3 separate regions of the Mus musculus genome follow, and all the other regions are linked to region 3. The links are chromatin contacts, called in public promoter capture Hi-C maps. All regions are on one chromosome and are shown on one strand. Each heading gives the region's core, a stretch centred on a gene start, on an enhancer-like site or on the middle of the called end of the contact. The rest is flanking DNA. Distances are from core to core; before and after follow the strand shown. Region 1 overlaps Trio (triple functional domain (PTPRF interacting)). Region 2 has its middle 42 kb from the start of Otulinl. Region 3 holds the start of Otulin (OTU deubiquitinase with linear linkage specificity).

Region 1 (4,594 bases), core at 741-3,240, 120 kb after region 3:
GTGGGCTTCAGTCTGAGAAACACAGGCTTGGGACATTAAGCTTTAATGCTCCAGTGAGCGGGTGGCAAGGAACGCTAAAGCACCTCCCACCTTCTTCTCAACTGGAGGAACAGCTTCTGGTCTGAGTTTGCACACAGAAAGAGTTTGCAACCTGTACAGGTTGGTTAGACTCAAGAACCCAGTGGTCCTGAAATCAGCCTCCCAGGGATGAGAGAAAGCAGGAGCCTCCATCCCTAGCTTTTGTGGCTTTAGATGCCTGGAGAGGATGCAGAGGCTGTCAGAGACAAAGCAAGGCCCTGATCACCTCACCTCGAATGGCCGCAGGCAGAAGAAGGCTCCCCAAAGCAAATCAAAGGCCCCGAAAAAAGATGGAAAGAAAGTTAGTCACACTGGAGAGTGAGAGGGGAGAAAGGAAAAAAGAAAGAAAGGAAGGAAGGAAAGAAAGAAAGAGAGAAAGAAAGAAAGAAAGAAAGGAAGGAAGGAAGGAAGGAAGGAAGGAAAGAAAGAAAGAAAGAAAGAAAGAAAGAAAGAAAGAAAGAATGTATGTGCATAGAAATAACCCCGGACAGAGGAAAGGGATGGGAAGCGGAGGGCCCCTCAATAAACAATGCATTACGTCAAATCCCTGCAGCCGCCCGACGTTCATCATGTCATTACAGCGCTTCGGCACGATGCACATGACTTCTACAGCTTTCTGTGGGTGGAGAGAAAGCAGAGCTAGCGTCCACACATCTCCCAGGAACCCGTCAGTGCCCACCTTCCACTGCACCTCCAGCTTAAGTTTCTCTCCCTCCACACCTCCAGAGTACAGATGCGGAGTACAGACACATCAGAGACCCCACACCCTCAGTGGCCCCTCCCAGGAACAGACCCCACGCCAGGGGGGGTTTGCAAGAGAGCAACAGAACCCTAAGTACCTCTAATTCGGATGTGTCCAGGCTAGCTTTTTTTGAGTACTTGAGGAAGTCCTGTGAAGAAACGAAGAGAGAGATGTGGTGAGAGTGATGGGCGGGGGCAGCTGGCCCCAACTGCCCTTCCTGCAGTGGGCACTTTTGGTTCAGGTCGTTCACAGTCACATTCCCTCCTCTCAGAACCACACACAAAGGCATCCTGATGGTGAAGCTGTCCTTGCTTCCCAGTTTATTCTGAGATAGCTGTGGCCTCTCTCCATGTGCAGGCCCTAAGTTTCATGTGATGTCATCCCTGGTGGTGCTTTCTAACTTAAAGTAACCCGTAGCTCTCGCTAGGCCATATGGAAAATCGAAGTTTAGTTCTCTTAACACTCTAAGAAGACGGGCTGGAGGAATGGCTCAGCAGTTAAGAGCACCGGCCACTCTTGAAGAGGATCCAGGGATACCAAGCATCCACACTGTGGCTGGCACCTGTTAGTAATTCTGGCTTCAAGGGTTCTCACGCCCTTTTGTGGTCTCCATGGGTTCCAGGCATACATGTGGTACACAGGCATGCATGGGGTAAAACACTCAAACACATAAAATAAAATAAAATATAAAATCTTTTAAAAAAATTCCTAGAAGATTAAAAAATTAGGCTGATTATGGTCTGTAGAGATGGCCCATCAGCTAAGAGTGGGGTGCTCTTCCAGGGGACCTAAGTTTGATGCTCAGCTGAACACAGCAGCTCACAACCATCTGCAATTCTAGTCCCACGGGACCCAATACCCTCTTCTGCCCTCCAGGGGCACCAAGCATATGGGGTGTACAGACATACAAGAAGGCAGAACACCCATACACATAAAACATACATATATTTAAAAATGAGGTTGATAGAGCTGAAGAAAAATCACTAGCAGTCCAAGGTATGTGGCAGACAAACAAGAACTTGGCTCAGAATTTGAGAGGAGTGAACTGTTGAAGAACAGTGTAAAGAGTTACTTTGAAACACTTGGAACCAGAAATAGCAAGCAGCTCTGCAAGAAGGCAGTAGAGCGGTCTCCCACCAGGTGGAGGTGTGGGCGGTGAGGGAAGTCCCGCCCACTGAGCAGAGTGACCAGCGACTCTGCTCTTGCCCCCCTCAGCCCTCACCTTCAGGAGCAGCTGGTACTTCATGATTCTCTGCACCGGTTTGATCAACAGATCAGTGAGCTGCAGTCTGTGGCCCAGGCGCTGCTTTAAGTCCTGGGGATTTTAAGAGGAAAACAAAACCAAACCACCTCAGGTGTTGTTTGTGAAGTGGCAACATTTTGTTCCTTATAATTATAACTCCAGCAGTCCTGTGAAACCAAGGCAACAAAAGCTTCCCATCTCTCAGGATTTAAACATTCGGGTTGAACCTTCCTGAGTGGATTTTCAGAGACGTCTATTTACTTGAAGGCTTCTTCTTTCTGTCTGCCTGACTGGCCGCAGGGCTAGAGAGATGGCTCAGCAGTTGAGAGTGTTGGCTGCTCTTTAAGAGGACCCCGGTTCAGTTCCCATCATCCACTGCGTGCTTATTATTGCCCATTTGCCTGTGGTGGTTTGAATAGGAGTGGCTTTCACAGCCTCATGTGTTTGAATGCCCGACTTATGGGGCATGGCACTATTAGAATGGATGTCACTGTGGAGGAAGGCTTTGAGGTCCCATAAGCTCAAGCCAGGCCCAGTGTGGCAGTCTCCTTTCTCTGCCTGCAATATCAAACTCTTTCTCCAGCATCATCTCTGCTTCCATGCCACCATGCATCTCACCGTGGTTATAATGGGCAGAACCTCTGACCCTGTAAGCCAGCCCCAACTAAATGTTTTCCTCATAAGAGTTGCCTTGGTTATGGCCATGGTGTCTCTTCACAGCAGTAAAACCCTAAGATACTGCCCAACTGCCATAACCCTAGGCAATCCAATGACCTCGTCTGACTTCCACTGGCACCAGGCATACAACCACAACCACCACAACCACCAAAACAAAACAAAAGTCTGGAGCCACTTCCCACGCATTACAGGTAGATGAACTGAAGACCGTAGGCTTAGCACAAAGCGCTTTTCCACTGAACTCTGCTCTGAGCCATTTAATATTTCTGTAAGTCATTTATTTTATTTTGAGATAGAGTTTCGTTACGTTATCCAGGGTGAACTTTACCTTGCTATGTAGCCCAAGGGAGCCTTAACCTAGTGATTTTCTACCCTGTCGCAGGGTTCCCAGGTGTGAGAACTGCTCAAACCATTTACTGTTAAGCACCCAGTCTTCTAAATGCTGTGACTATAGTCTGAATCCACACCCATTTCCCTGACTTATAGACTGCAAAGCAAGCTTTAGGAACCTCATCTCTGAGGCCAGTTTGGAGAAGATCCTTTTGTCTCCAGATGTCGTGGCACTCTAAATTCAAGCAATCACAGTGCAGCAAGAGTCAGGAACCACTTGTTCCCACGCTGAGTCTTACCTCAAAAAAGGTGTCGATGTACTCGGACACAATGTGCTCAGACTTTGGCTTATTTTGACAATAAACTATGTACATGTGCAACCGTCTCTCCTAGGAAGCAAAAGGCAAACAGATGGTTAAAGCACTGAGAGTTCCACTAGACCATCGGAGCACACAGTACCACCCACAGAAAAGGGGCCATCTTAAAGCAAAGCTGCCACGCTGGGGAGCTCACTCCAGATTCGGGGCATTTGGCCACCCTGGCTCTGAGGCTCTGAAACAGCCTTCTGCTCTCACTCCTGGTACAGGCCTGATCCCTCACTCGCCTGTACCAGCAACACCAACGGCAACTCAAGAAGACACTTCCATCGCGCCCAGGCTGCCAGTACTGTCTTTATAATCTCAGATCCCATGGCAGGAAAAAAAGGGACAACAGGCTCTCAAAGCTATGTATGCAGACCCTTTAGGGTCCCTGGGGCCTATCTGAGGTTCTCTTAGGTCAAAAATCTCTTTCAAACAACACTAGGATACCATTGCCCTCCTGCAGTGTCTATGCGTGTGCCAACGTGGCATGGGCCCACAGTGGGGGGAATGGCTGGCATCACAGCAAGGATCTGTCACCACTGCAAACCTGCTGTGGAACATGCCAGTTTCCCTTCTGGATGCCACTGATGACGTAATACAAGTCACTCATCCCCTTAAAACCTCAATACGGCACACAGATCCTTTTAGTGTTCTCGAGTCGGGGCAGAGGTCTACACAACCCTTCTGCTTCTTTAGTAACTGCCTGGGGGAAAAGCACTTGTGACTGATGTAAGCTCCACAGACATGCTTGCTGTGAACCACCAGCTGAACCTGACAGAATGATGGACACTCTGCAATTCTTCTTACTCCAGAGGCTGGTAGGAATTCTCTTGAGCACAGATGAAGCAAGCTTGTCATCTCAAGACTAGACACACTACTGGCGGTGCAGACATACAGTGGAAACCCAAAGTTTAAGAGGAGAAAAAAAAATATAAAGAATTCTGGAAAATATGTGCCTTAGCTAGACACCGCCTAGAGACTCTCCTGCTGGAGCAGTGGTGAGTCTAAGTCTGATGGCGGATAACATACAAGGAACTGCCAACATCTGCAGGAACCTGGCAGGTCAGCAGCCAGCTTCCAACTGCCCGGTTCAAGATTCTCATAACTGTGCCTGGAGCAAACAGCTCCAAAGGCCATTCAGCTGGACAGACAGATAACCAG
Region 2 (4,563 bases), core at 1,884-4,383, 93 kb after region 3:
TTCAAGGGCCTCAGTATAGCCTTGGCTGGCTTGAAACTCACTGTGTAAACCGGGCGGGCCTTCAACTCATGAAGAGCAGCCTGCCTGTGCCTCCTAAGCGCTGTAATTTATAACATGCACTTAAGCAGTGTCGGATATGGGTTCTATCTCATGAAGTGGGCTTTAAGTCAGATCAGTTAATGGTTGGTTTCTCCCTTAAGCTCTGTGCCACCATTGCCCTAACCTGTCCTGTAGGCCATACACCATTGTGGAAAAAGGTCTTGTGGCTGACTTGGTGTTTGCACTTCTCATCTGGTAACGTGCAAAGAACCTTCCTGTATCAAAGATGCTGGAATGTAGCGATGACGACTCTATGTTGGCACCAGTTTGGCATCTCCATATTCAATGAGTACTGTAGCTCCTGTCTTCAGAAATGAGGCCTGGCTATCAGTTTGTGGAGAGCAACAGCTTGTGTTGATTTGGGATTACATTGGGGACCCTTTGGCCGACAGTTTAACTAGTTGTAAGCCAAACCCGGTTTTGGAAGCTTCCTTTAGTGACAGGAGTTGGTCAGTTGGGACTCTTTTTCTCCCATTATTTGGTGATTTTGCTTAGATCACCTCCGTATATGAATATATTTTAGGAAGTTTGTACTGTATTAGGTATCCACATTAGCCCTCAAATGCCCCTTAATTAAGGTTTCTCTTCCCACAATCCCGTCTCCTCTCCCCCACCTCAGCTGATCCTCCCATTCCAAACCCCCTTGCATCCGTATTAATTTATTCTATTTCCTTTTCCTAATCAGATCAATCTATCCCTTCTACTACTTTATGCCTACCAATGAGAGACCAAACCAACTCCATCTTGGGTTCAGGCTCCATCTTAGAGAATCTGACCTAATGTTGAACTTGAGTTAACCAATAAGCCTGCACCTAGCACTAGTCTCCAGGTCACTCCCTAACAACCACAATCGGGAGGAAAGCCGAAGTTGCCATGGGACCTAAAGATATTTTACTTATGAAAGCTTATGGTTTGGCTCCCAGCACCAGCCAATCACTTGAAAACCAATTCCATCATAGCCATCAGATGTGTGCCGAGAGCTGGAATCCCCCTGCTTGCTTGCTTGCCTCTATAAATGCTTGCTTGAGACTGGGCTTGGGGCTTCACCCTCCCATTCTGATGCATCAGTGACAACAGTGTGGCCCAAGCTAAGGCTTGAATAAAGACCCTAATGCGACTGCATCAGAATCAGCTCCTGGGTGGTCTTTTGTGGTTCTAGGAATGGGCACAACACCCTCTGTGGTGCTATGGATTGTAGCTTGGTTATCATCAACTTAATAGCTAATATCTACATGTAAGTGATTGCATAGCATATTTGTCTTTCTGAGTCTGGGATATATCACTCGGCATGATATATTTTCTAGTTCCATCCATTTGCCTGCAAATTTCATGATGTAATTTTTTAAAAAAAAAGCTGAGTGATATTCCATTGTGTAAATGTATCACATAGCCATCACCGCTTGGGTGATCAGGAGCCTGAGACTAGATAACTGATACTGGTCTGAGAGAGGAAGGAGAGGGAGAGGGAGAGGGAGAGGGAGAGGGAGAGGGAGAGGGAGAGGGAGAGGGAGAGGGAGAGGGAGAGGGAGAGGGAGAGGGAGAGGGAGAGGGAGAGGGAGAGGGAGAGAGAAGTATAGTGGTAAATGACTCCTAATGACATCTTTCTATACTCATAGCTCAGTGCCTTATTCAGCCATCATCAGAGGAAACTTCCTCCTGCAGCAGATGGGAACAGACACAGAGATCCACAGCCAGACATTATCACTGAGTGGGAGATCTTGGAACACTCAGCCCTAAGTGGGATGTCTCCAGGCAATCCCTCCCCCACCCCCACAGAGCCCAGAGAACCCCATTGGAAGAGGATGAGAAAGCAGTTAAGAACCAGAGGGGATGACCTTTACATCATTGGTGACCCTTACATCCAGAGAACAAGGCTTTCCGAATCAACAGGAGGTAGCCCAGATAAACTCACAGAGACTGAAGCAGCACACGCAGGGCCTGCTCGGGTCTGCACTAGGTCTTCTCTGTGTATATTATGGCTTCCAGTTTAGTGTTTTTTACGGGACTCCTGAGTATGTGAATGAGTGGGTCTCTGATTCTTGTGCCTTCTCTTGGGGCTCTTTTCCTTCTGCTGGTTTTTCTTGTACAACTTTGATGTGTTAGTTTTGTTTTATCTTACTGTATTTTATTTTGCTATATTTTTTGAATGAACAAATGAATGAATGAATGAATGAATGAACGAATGAATAAAAACCTAGCCACTAGGGTAAAAGTTAACAATTGAACTGTAACTTATGCTTGCTGGGAGAGAGAAATCAGTTTTCCTCAATAGAGTGACAGAGAGTATATCAAGTATACCAGGAGAGGAAGGCCTCATGTTCAGGAGTAGTTGAGTAATAGACTCCACAAGTTTTTCTTTTAGGTGTGTGTGTATGTGTGAGTGTGTGTGTGTGTGCATGCAAGTGTGTGTGAGCGAGTATGTGTGCGTGTGCTTTTATTTGGTCACAATTTGATGAGATGAGTTTTGTTTTTGTCTTTGTTTTTGTTTGGGGTGTGTTTTTTTATTCCTTAGCTTGGGGCGGGCGGGGGGGGGTCGTACTGAACTTTTAAGGAAAACTTAAAGATGGGTTGGTAGGGAGGGGAGAGGATCGGGGGAAGGAAAAGAATGTGATTATAATATGTTTAAACTTAAAAATTGTTTTAAATAATAAAAAGAAAATGCTAACATAAAAGAGATAATTAAAACTTGCACGGCGGTGCCCATCCATACCTGCCTTTTTGTGTGGGGGAATCCAAACTTTGGTCCTCACACTTCCACACAGGGACTTTATCCGCTGAGCCATCTCCTTCCTCTCAAGAGGGCTGTTTTGAAGATAGACCTAGAACGTGGAGAGCTGGGGACACAGAGGACAGACAGTGTTGCTGAGGTTTCTGGCTGAAGATGACAGTGAGGGGTTGACATGTGGGTGGAGGAGAGCTGTGAAGTGCACATAGAGTTAATTAGTTATCCAGAAGTCAGGGAACCATGCTGGGGACAGAGCTAGGAGCTGTCAGCGTGGAGCTGGTGTGACAGGCTGGGCGTGGCCTCTTAGGAGTGATTAGCGTCCTAATCTTTAGAACCAATGAACTCTACCGGTTCTGCCTAGGAGGAAGTGATTAAGGATCTTGAGATGGAGGGAATTTCTGGATTATCCAGATGATCCTAAAGGGGATGACCCAAAAAGGGAGGCAGGGGCAGATTCGACTAGATGCAGGCAATGAGAAAATGGGACAAAGAAAGACGTGGAAGTGCTGGCCCTGAGGTTGGAAGGGATCACACATCAAGTCTGCATCAAGAATGCAGAAGGAGCAGAATTCTCCCATTGGACCTCAGAAGACTGACGGGGGAGGGGTGTTCTCAGGCACCTCTCCTCCTGCCTCCAATCCTGACCCTGGATACTGGCCCCTGTGAAAGCACGGATTTTGTGATAGCTTGTATCACTGTCGCACAGAATGGGATACAGTAACTGAGGTGGCTCAAGGGAAACTTGTGGGAAGAGGAGGTGCCTCAGAGAAACCAGGTCAGGCCACAGTTCAGGCAAGTGAGGGTGGGGTCTGCTCACCGCTCCTTTATGCCTCCTGTTTGTCTGCTCAGCCATAAAAACTGAAACAGGAAATCGAGGTCCTCTGACTTCCTGTCTTCTTTGGTGAGCTCTGGCGAAAATCCATTGTGTAGGAGGGTCTTGTACTACAAGATGGTTTCCGTGTTTGAAAAAAACAAAAACCAAAAAACCCCTAGATGCTTTGTATCTTTTCTCTCTTGGTGTAAACAATGAAAAGTCAGGATGGAAATGGGCCCCGTGCATCCTAAGCAGTTCCCCAGCTATCAGCCCAGTGTGTCTCCCGCCCTGCTTCCTACCAGGCATTCTGACACAGTCGTTGCTATTTGAGCTCCTTAACAGGAATAAGTGGAGTCATAAAGAACCGGTGGGTAGACCCCACCGGAGGAAGAGGCTCTCAGCTTTCAATAGCAGTGCAAAGTGTGTTTCCTCTAATGCTGGTGCTGACATCAGCTTGCTATACTCTGTTCTTTTCCTTGAACATTCACAAGAGCCTTTGAATGCCAAACCTGTATCTTGCACTAGGAGGTAGATGAGAGGAGCTTGACAGACCTGAACAGAAGCCCTGAGCTGAGCTGCCAGCAGAGGAGCGACAGACAGAGCAAAAGATAACACTGTAACGCTCCTGAATGGTGAAGAAGAAATGGTATCAGGAGAGATAGCTGAGGAAGCAAATCCTGTCAGATCCAGTCTCCCAAGAGTCCCGCCCTCTATAGCAAACCACAGACCCAATGGTGTGATGCCTGCTTCCTCTCTGGAGGTTCTGCTTCTCTTCAAGGCCCAGCTCAACTGTTGTCTCAGACCTCTGTGAGACAGTCCTTTGTACTGTCTGTTTTAGCAATCATTTAAGTCCGTTGTCTTCTTCTCCCTCCTTCCAGATCCTTTTCAAGATCAGAGGCAACGAGTCCCCATGCATGTGTCCTCA
Region 3 (4,934 bases), core at 1,917-4,416:
CTTTCCATGTCAGCTCATCCTGCTCCATGTGACTTCCAGAAGCGCATAAGGACAACACAGCTGCCTGCAACAAGGAGGTCTGGAAACATCCTGGGTGACTCCTCAAGCGGGGTCTTCCTTGCGTGAGGAAAGGAGAGGGAGTCCACTACATCCCCACAGCTACACGCCTTCTTACCCCACTCTGGAAGCTAGGCTGGGCAAGGACAGAAAACAGCATAAACGAGGGTTGACAATCCCTGCAAACAGCCTAACACATAGAGGAGTGTGCTCGCAGACCCTTGAAGAATACCTTAGCTTAGAAACACAAGTTTGCACTCAATTTCATCGGGCTTCCCAGACGACTGGTATGCCTCCATACAAGAGCATACCCAGCATCAATCTCAGAGTAAACCCCAGTCCCATCCTCAAGTAGACTGAGAAGGCGCACGGGGTAGTCTGTGACTTCCCTAACCACTTCCGGTTTGGTCACGCCCTTGAGGAGGATAGCGTGGTATGACTGTCTAAGGGTTCCCCACATGAAAGGATGAAGGGAAGGGAAGATGGAGCAAAGGAGGCCTGTGATGTGAGCAGCCGGGGAACCTGCACAAGGTCAGTTACTCTGGTCTAATGTCAGGCCTCTTCAAATGGGACTCCCAGCTTTACAGTGACCATCCCTTGGGGCTTGTGCAGGAGGCAGTGTATACATGTGGTTTGGGTGTCCCTCTTCCCCAGTCCTTTCCCCTGTGAAATGCGGTGAGCTTATTAAAAAGAAATCAGAACAGCTGAGCTACTAGAGCCAAACCCCAAGTTCATAATTCACCTGTAGGCTGCCTAGGACTTACACTCATAACCAATCTCCCTCAAATGTAGTAAAAATAACGCTATAGCATATCTCAAATCATATCCAATCTCACCATGGTCCCTATTTTAAGGTAAAAATATTTTCAATAACTCTGAGTGGAGAGGTCTGACCCCTGAGCCTAACACAGATTTAAACGCACATTCTTAACAGCATTAAATTTATAGCCAAACTATTAAGCGGCTTATATCACATACGCACATATTACACTGTCAACTATTTACTGTTTCTCTGATACGGGACCCTAGAAAAGCCCCACAGAGAGAAAGAGCCCAATCCACTACTCATGTAAGGCTGAGTCAGAAAGGCAAAATGGTCTAGCAGTGTGGTGTATTAACCAGTAATACTTGTGAGTTACACTATACACTAGCCTCATTTCCACACCTGAAGAGTCAAGAGAAAATGGGTCAATTAAAGCCAACACAGGCAGTAAGGAAAAAAAGAAACAGCTAATAACATTCAAATTACAAACATAGGCGTGGTTATAAGCCATGCCTCTCTGTCCAGTGTTGCTGAGGAGGTCAAGAAGAAGGGGGTAAGGGGTAGGGAGTTGGGGGGGGGGGGGGAGGTGTCAAGAACCATGGTCTTAAAATCTCCTACCTGTTTCTCCCTGCCTAACAACACAATCCGCACCTGTTTCCTCAAGAGTGAGATGACAAACCCAGGTTTCAGCTTTAAGACTAACAGCAGTGTGAAGACTCCTTCCCTTTGAGGTCCGTTCCCCAAGGTGTTCGTGAGAACCACCACACCAGAAAACCTTCCAAACAACTGTGTGTACGTTGGAGAATGTGGTTCTGGCCTCAAAGGCTCAGGTATCTTTCAAGGCATGTGAAACTGCTAGGGTAAGACTGAGGTGCAGGGCTTAAAAGGCTGGGCATCCAGGAAAGGAATGGACTAGGAAAGCAGGCTGAAAGGCAGAGCCGTCAGGAAGCAGAGGAAGAGCAGAGGAAAGAGACATCTCTAACCTAGACAGTTTCAACCTGGCAACCACAGACTAGACCAACTCAAACATGGCCCTGTAATATAAAGGAGCTCAATAGAAAGAAAAATAAGTGTCCCTACTTAAGAATCAGGACATTTCATTTAAAAAAACCAGGCTATCTAGATTCATTGACTACAGCAACTATGGCTGAAGCTTAGATAATGCTGACCCAAATAAAGAGCTAAAAGCTCCCCAAGTCCCAAAGCTAACAGACAATGTCACTAACGCTAATTGGCAGCCTAGCTCTTAGAGAAGGTTAAGGCTTCCCACTCTATACCTTTCCTGTTACCACTAGCTCATTACAGGAATAATTACCATCACACTCGGGCGCTCAATAAACGAAAGCGGTCAAAGCCCACCGCAAAGCACCTCACAACTGAGCTGCTATTATATCCCGTCTTCCTTAACAAGGCTTCAAAAGACCCCTTCTTAGGAAATTGAAAGAGCTCTAAAGGTCCATCTAGACACACCTTATGCTTTAACTTTTGGATCATAAGAAAACTGACTGTCGGAGCTTTTGATTTTCTAAGTCCAAAGACATCTAGAACTGTGCCACGAACTCAGTAGACACCTCCAAACCCTGCACAGTGAAATCGCTTCTAACTTACTGTTTTTCTTCACAGTCAATAAGGAACTGCTCTAAAACTGTGTGCCTGTGTGTGTGTGTGTGTGTGTGTGTGTGTGTAAAAGCAAAGAGTGGTAGGAATACCTAGCCAGGGTCTGACGGGGTAAAACGGAGAGGGCCAGCCTGTGGCCAAAGTCTGTCCAACAGGTGGGAAACTCTTCAAGTGGTGACATCGCAGGACAATTCTGTGGCTGTTACTGGGGCGAACTCACTTCCTCCGAGCTAGGTTAGGGGAAAAGAGCTACAGGGAGTCAGTGGATCATTAAAGGGGCCTCTCTGGATTTCTTTCCCAAATTCCTAGCGCTTTCCCTAACTTCAGGATTGGACAGTTGTCAAAGCGGGAGTGTGGCGGCCTGGGTGACCGAGCTGTGACAGGGTCCACACTCCCGACTCTCTACTGCTCGGTCTGGGTAGCCGACCTGAAACCGAGGGAACCCACGCAGCCCCGCGCCCGCGCCCGCTCCCACGCCCGCCCCGCTCACTCACTGCTCGGCCGGGCATCGCGTCGCGGCCCGGGGCTGCGCGCCGGCCGTCACCTTCCCGCCGTCCCGCGCCGCGGCCCCGGCCTCGCGCGCCGGCGTCTCGGCGCAGCTTGCACCGGGCCACGCTCCGGGCTGGGGCATGGTTCCCCGACTCATCCGCGGCCACGCCGGGCCCTGCCGTCCCGCCGTCCGGAGCCGTGGCTGCGCTGCCCCGCACCCCGCGAGGTCCGCAGAGCGCTTCCGTAAGCGTCACTGTGGCCCGCCCCGCGACCTTTGACCTGCAGCAAGGGGGCGTGGCGAGAGGCTAGGGGACCTGGAACGGGCGGGGCTGGGAATGGAGGGAGGACGCCTGCGCAGAGCGGATTTGAGCCGCGGAGCCTGGAGCGGCCCGCGCCGTGTGCCCACTGCGCATGTCCGGGCTCAGTAGGTGGTGTTGGGGGATGTTGGAGGCTGGGCAGGACACGCGGCTGGGCGGTGTGGAGTTGAGAGAGTTAGGATGCCGGGTAGTACTTACCTCGGTACAGAACTTCATCCTTGGTCCCCTAAAAGTTCTGCTGGCACCGTTCCTCAGTGCCAGCGCGGCCTCTGGAGCCCACGTGGCCTTGACCTCGGCTGTGGGGTCGTAGTTGAGCAAGCACAACATTCTGTGCCATCTTGAATTAGATTGCTTCATGTGATCGATTTAAGAGTAAGAGTAAAGGGCTGACATTAACAGATTTCCAAGGTATGACCGTGGAGGCGCAGAAGCCGGGGAGAGTGGGTGAGTTAGTAGGCATGGCTCCAGCCTTGAGGCAGAACCCGAGTATGGAGCAATAGCGAGGCAGGGACATTTCGGAAGCCTGCAGATAGGTTCAGGGGCAGAACCGAAAAGTAAGATTGGAAGTCAGATCATAAAAAGCCAAGTTTAGATTGATAAGCTTGAGCTTCGTCTTTTCCGTGTTCTCTCTATAAGGCCATTTATGAAAGATCATTTTTGCCTGCAGTTAAATATTAAAGCATAGGACTAAACTGATGTTCAGAGGTGAGGGGAGCACACTAGTGTTAAACATCCCCAAGGCTGATTGGGTGATTAAAACGTCCTTGATTATGGAGAGCTAGAATATTACCGATTAGGAGTAAGCTGCACAGTCTTGGGCGATCTTCAGTTCTCCTTAATAGCCATTTATTGCCAACCTCATTATAGCTTTTAGGTAAATCATTGGGATCTACAGACTTACGGCCAGAATAACATCAGATCACATAACAAACATTTAACAAACATTTCTACCATCTACCTGATGCGTTTTAGAAAGACCTTTGACTTAATGTTTGATTTGTTCTGTTACTATTTAAAAAAACAAACAAACAAACAAAAAAGCAAGGAAGCCATTAGGCTGGAGCATATGGAGACTATTTGGAATAAGTCAAATCTGTGTTCCTGGACCATTGTGCCTCATATTTCCTTGGCTCCAGACTAAACTATCTTACTTTCTTTCAGGGGAGGGCTATGTTCTTTGTAAAGAACCTGTAAAGATAAACTCGGGGAGGTGGGAACATAAGAGGATAAACTATAGAAAGAACATTTGTGCTGGGTGAGATGGTGCACGCCTTTAATCCCACCACTTGGGAGGCAGAGGCAGGCGAATTTCTGAGTTCGAGGCCAGCATGGTCTACAAAGTGAGTTTCAGGACAGCCAGGGCTACACAGAGAAACCCTGCCTCAAAAAAACAAAACAAAACAAAACAAAACAAAAACAAAAACAAGAGAAAGAAAGAAAGAAAGAAAGAAAGAAAGAAAGAAAGAAAGAACGTTTGTCTTGAGACAAATAACTCTGAGGTGTTCTTTTCCTTTTTTTTTTTTTTCTTTAAAAAGTAAGAAACACACCTGCTGAAAATTCAAAGCATAAAATGGTAAGCAAACTGGTTGAGGAACTTAAGGAGGAAGGATTGTAGTAGGTCATCACCCAGTTCACGTCCATCTGGAACATCCCAATCTGACTTCGGGGGGCCGGGGGATGGGGGAAGAATC

What was found. Promoter capture Hi-C pulls out the DNA fragments that hold promoters and counts their contacts.
Region 1: a contact with region 3 is called in a promoter capture Hi-C map of pre-B cells. The contact joins the enhancer-like site here to the promoter of Otulin in region 3. A contact is called at or near these places in 7 of 39 promoter capture datasets (the 3T3-L1 cell line, the C10 cell line, the HPC-7 cell line and 2 more), 3 of 15 datasets of contacts at CTCF or cohesin (CD8 T cells, the NIH/3T3 cell line and pro-B cells), 2 of 484 Hi-C or Micro-C datasets (bone marrow-derived macrophages and pre-B cells), 5 of 115 datasets of contacts at active chromatin or transcription factors (T-cell acute lymphoblastic leukemia, bone marrow-derived macrophages, double positive thymocytes and 2 more) and 3 of 9 other capture datasets (adipose tissue, liver and pancreatic islet).
Region 2: a promoter capture Hi-C map of the HPC-7 cell line shows a contact between it and region 3, with 3 times the contacts expected there. The contact joins the enhancer-like site here to the promoter of Otulin in region 3. A contact is called at or near these places in 11 of 39 promoter capture datasets (the 3T3-L1 cell line, the C10 cell line, the HPC-7 cell line and 7 more), 3 of 15 datasets of contacts at CTCF or cohesin (CD8 T cells and the NIH/3T3 cell line), 61 of 484 Hi-C or Micro-C datasets (the 3T3-L1 cell line, the AML12 cell line, B cells and 42 more), 16 of 115 datasets of contacts at active chromatin or transcription factors (CD8 T cells, DN3 thymocytes, the HPC-7 cell line and 10 more) and 4 of 9 other capture datasets (adipose tissue, liver, macrophages and 1 more).

Annotation. Positions count from the first base shown.
Region 1 is chr15:27,753,096-27,757,689 of GRCm38.p6, forward strand. It overlaps Trio (triple functional domain (PTPRF interacting)), which reads right to left. Exons shown (of 57, transcript NM_001081302.1): 42 at 3,371-3,460; 43 at 2,043-2,135; 44 at 918-968; 45 at 617-694. Among named protein-coding and RNA genes, the nearest start is that of Otulinl, 74 kb to the left of the region's middle. Within about 2 kb of position 1,991, at least 22 of the 459 cell types and tissues checked have an H3K27ac peak or open chromatin away from gene starts, as enhancers often do. A contact at or near this core is called in pro-B cells, where this site is marked.
Region 2 is chr15:27,720,833-27,725,395 of GRCm38.p6, forward strand. No RefSeq gene overlaps it. Among named protein-coding and RNA genes, the nearest start is that of Otulinl, 42 kb to the left of the region's middle. Within about 2 kb of position 3,134, at least 82 of the 459 cell types and tissues checked have an H3K27ac peak or open chromatin away from gene starts, as enhancers often do. A contact at or near this core is called in B cells, CD8 T cells, the HPC-7 cell line and 15 more, where this site is marked.
Region 3 is chr15:27,627,527-27,632,460 of GRCm38.p6, forward strand. It overlaps Otulin (OTU deubiquitinase with linear linkage specificity), which reads right to left and starts at 3,167. Exons shown (of 7, transcript NM_001013792.2): 1 at 2,932-3,167. The coding sequence starts at 3,083.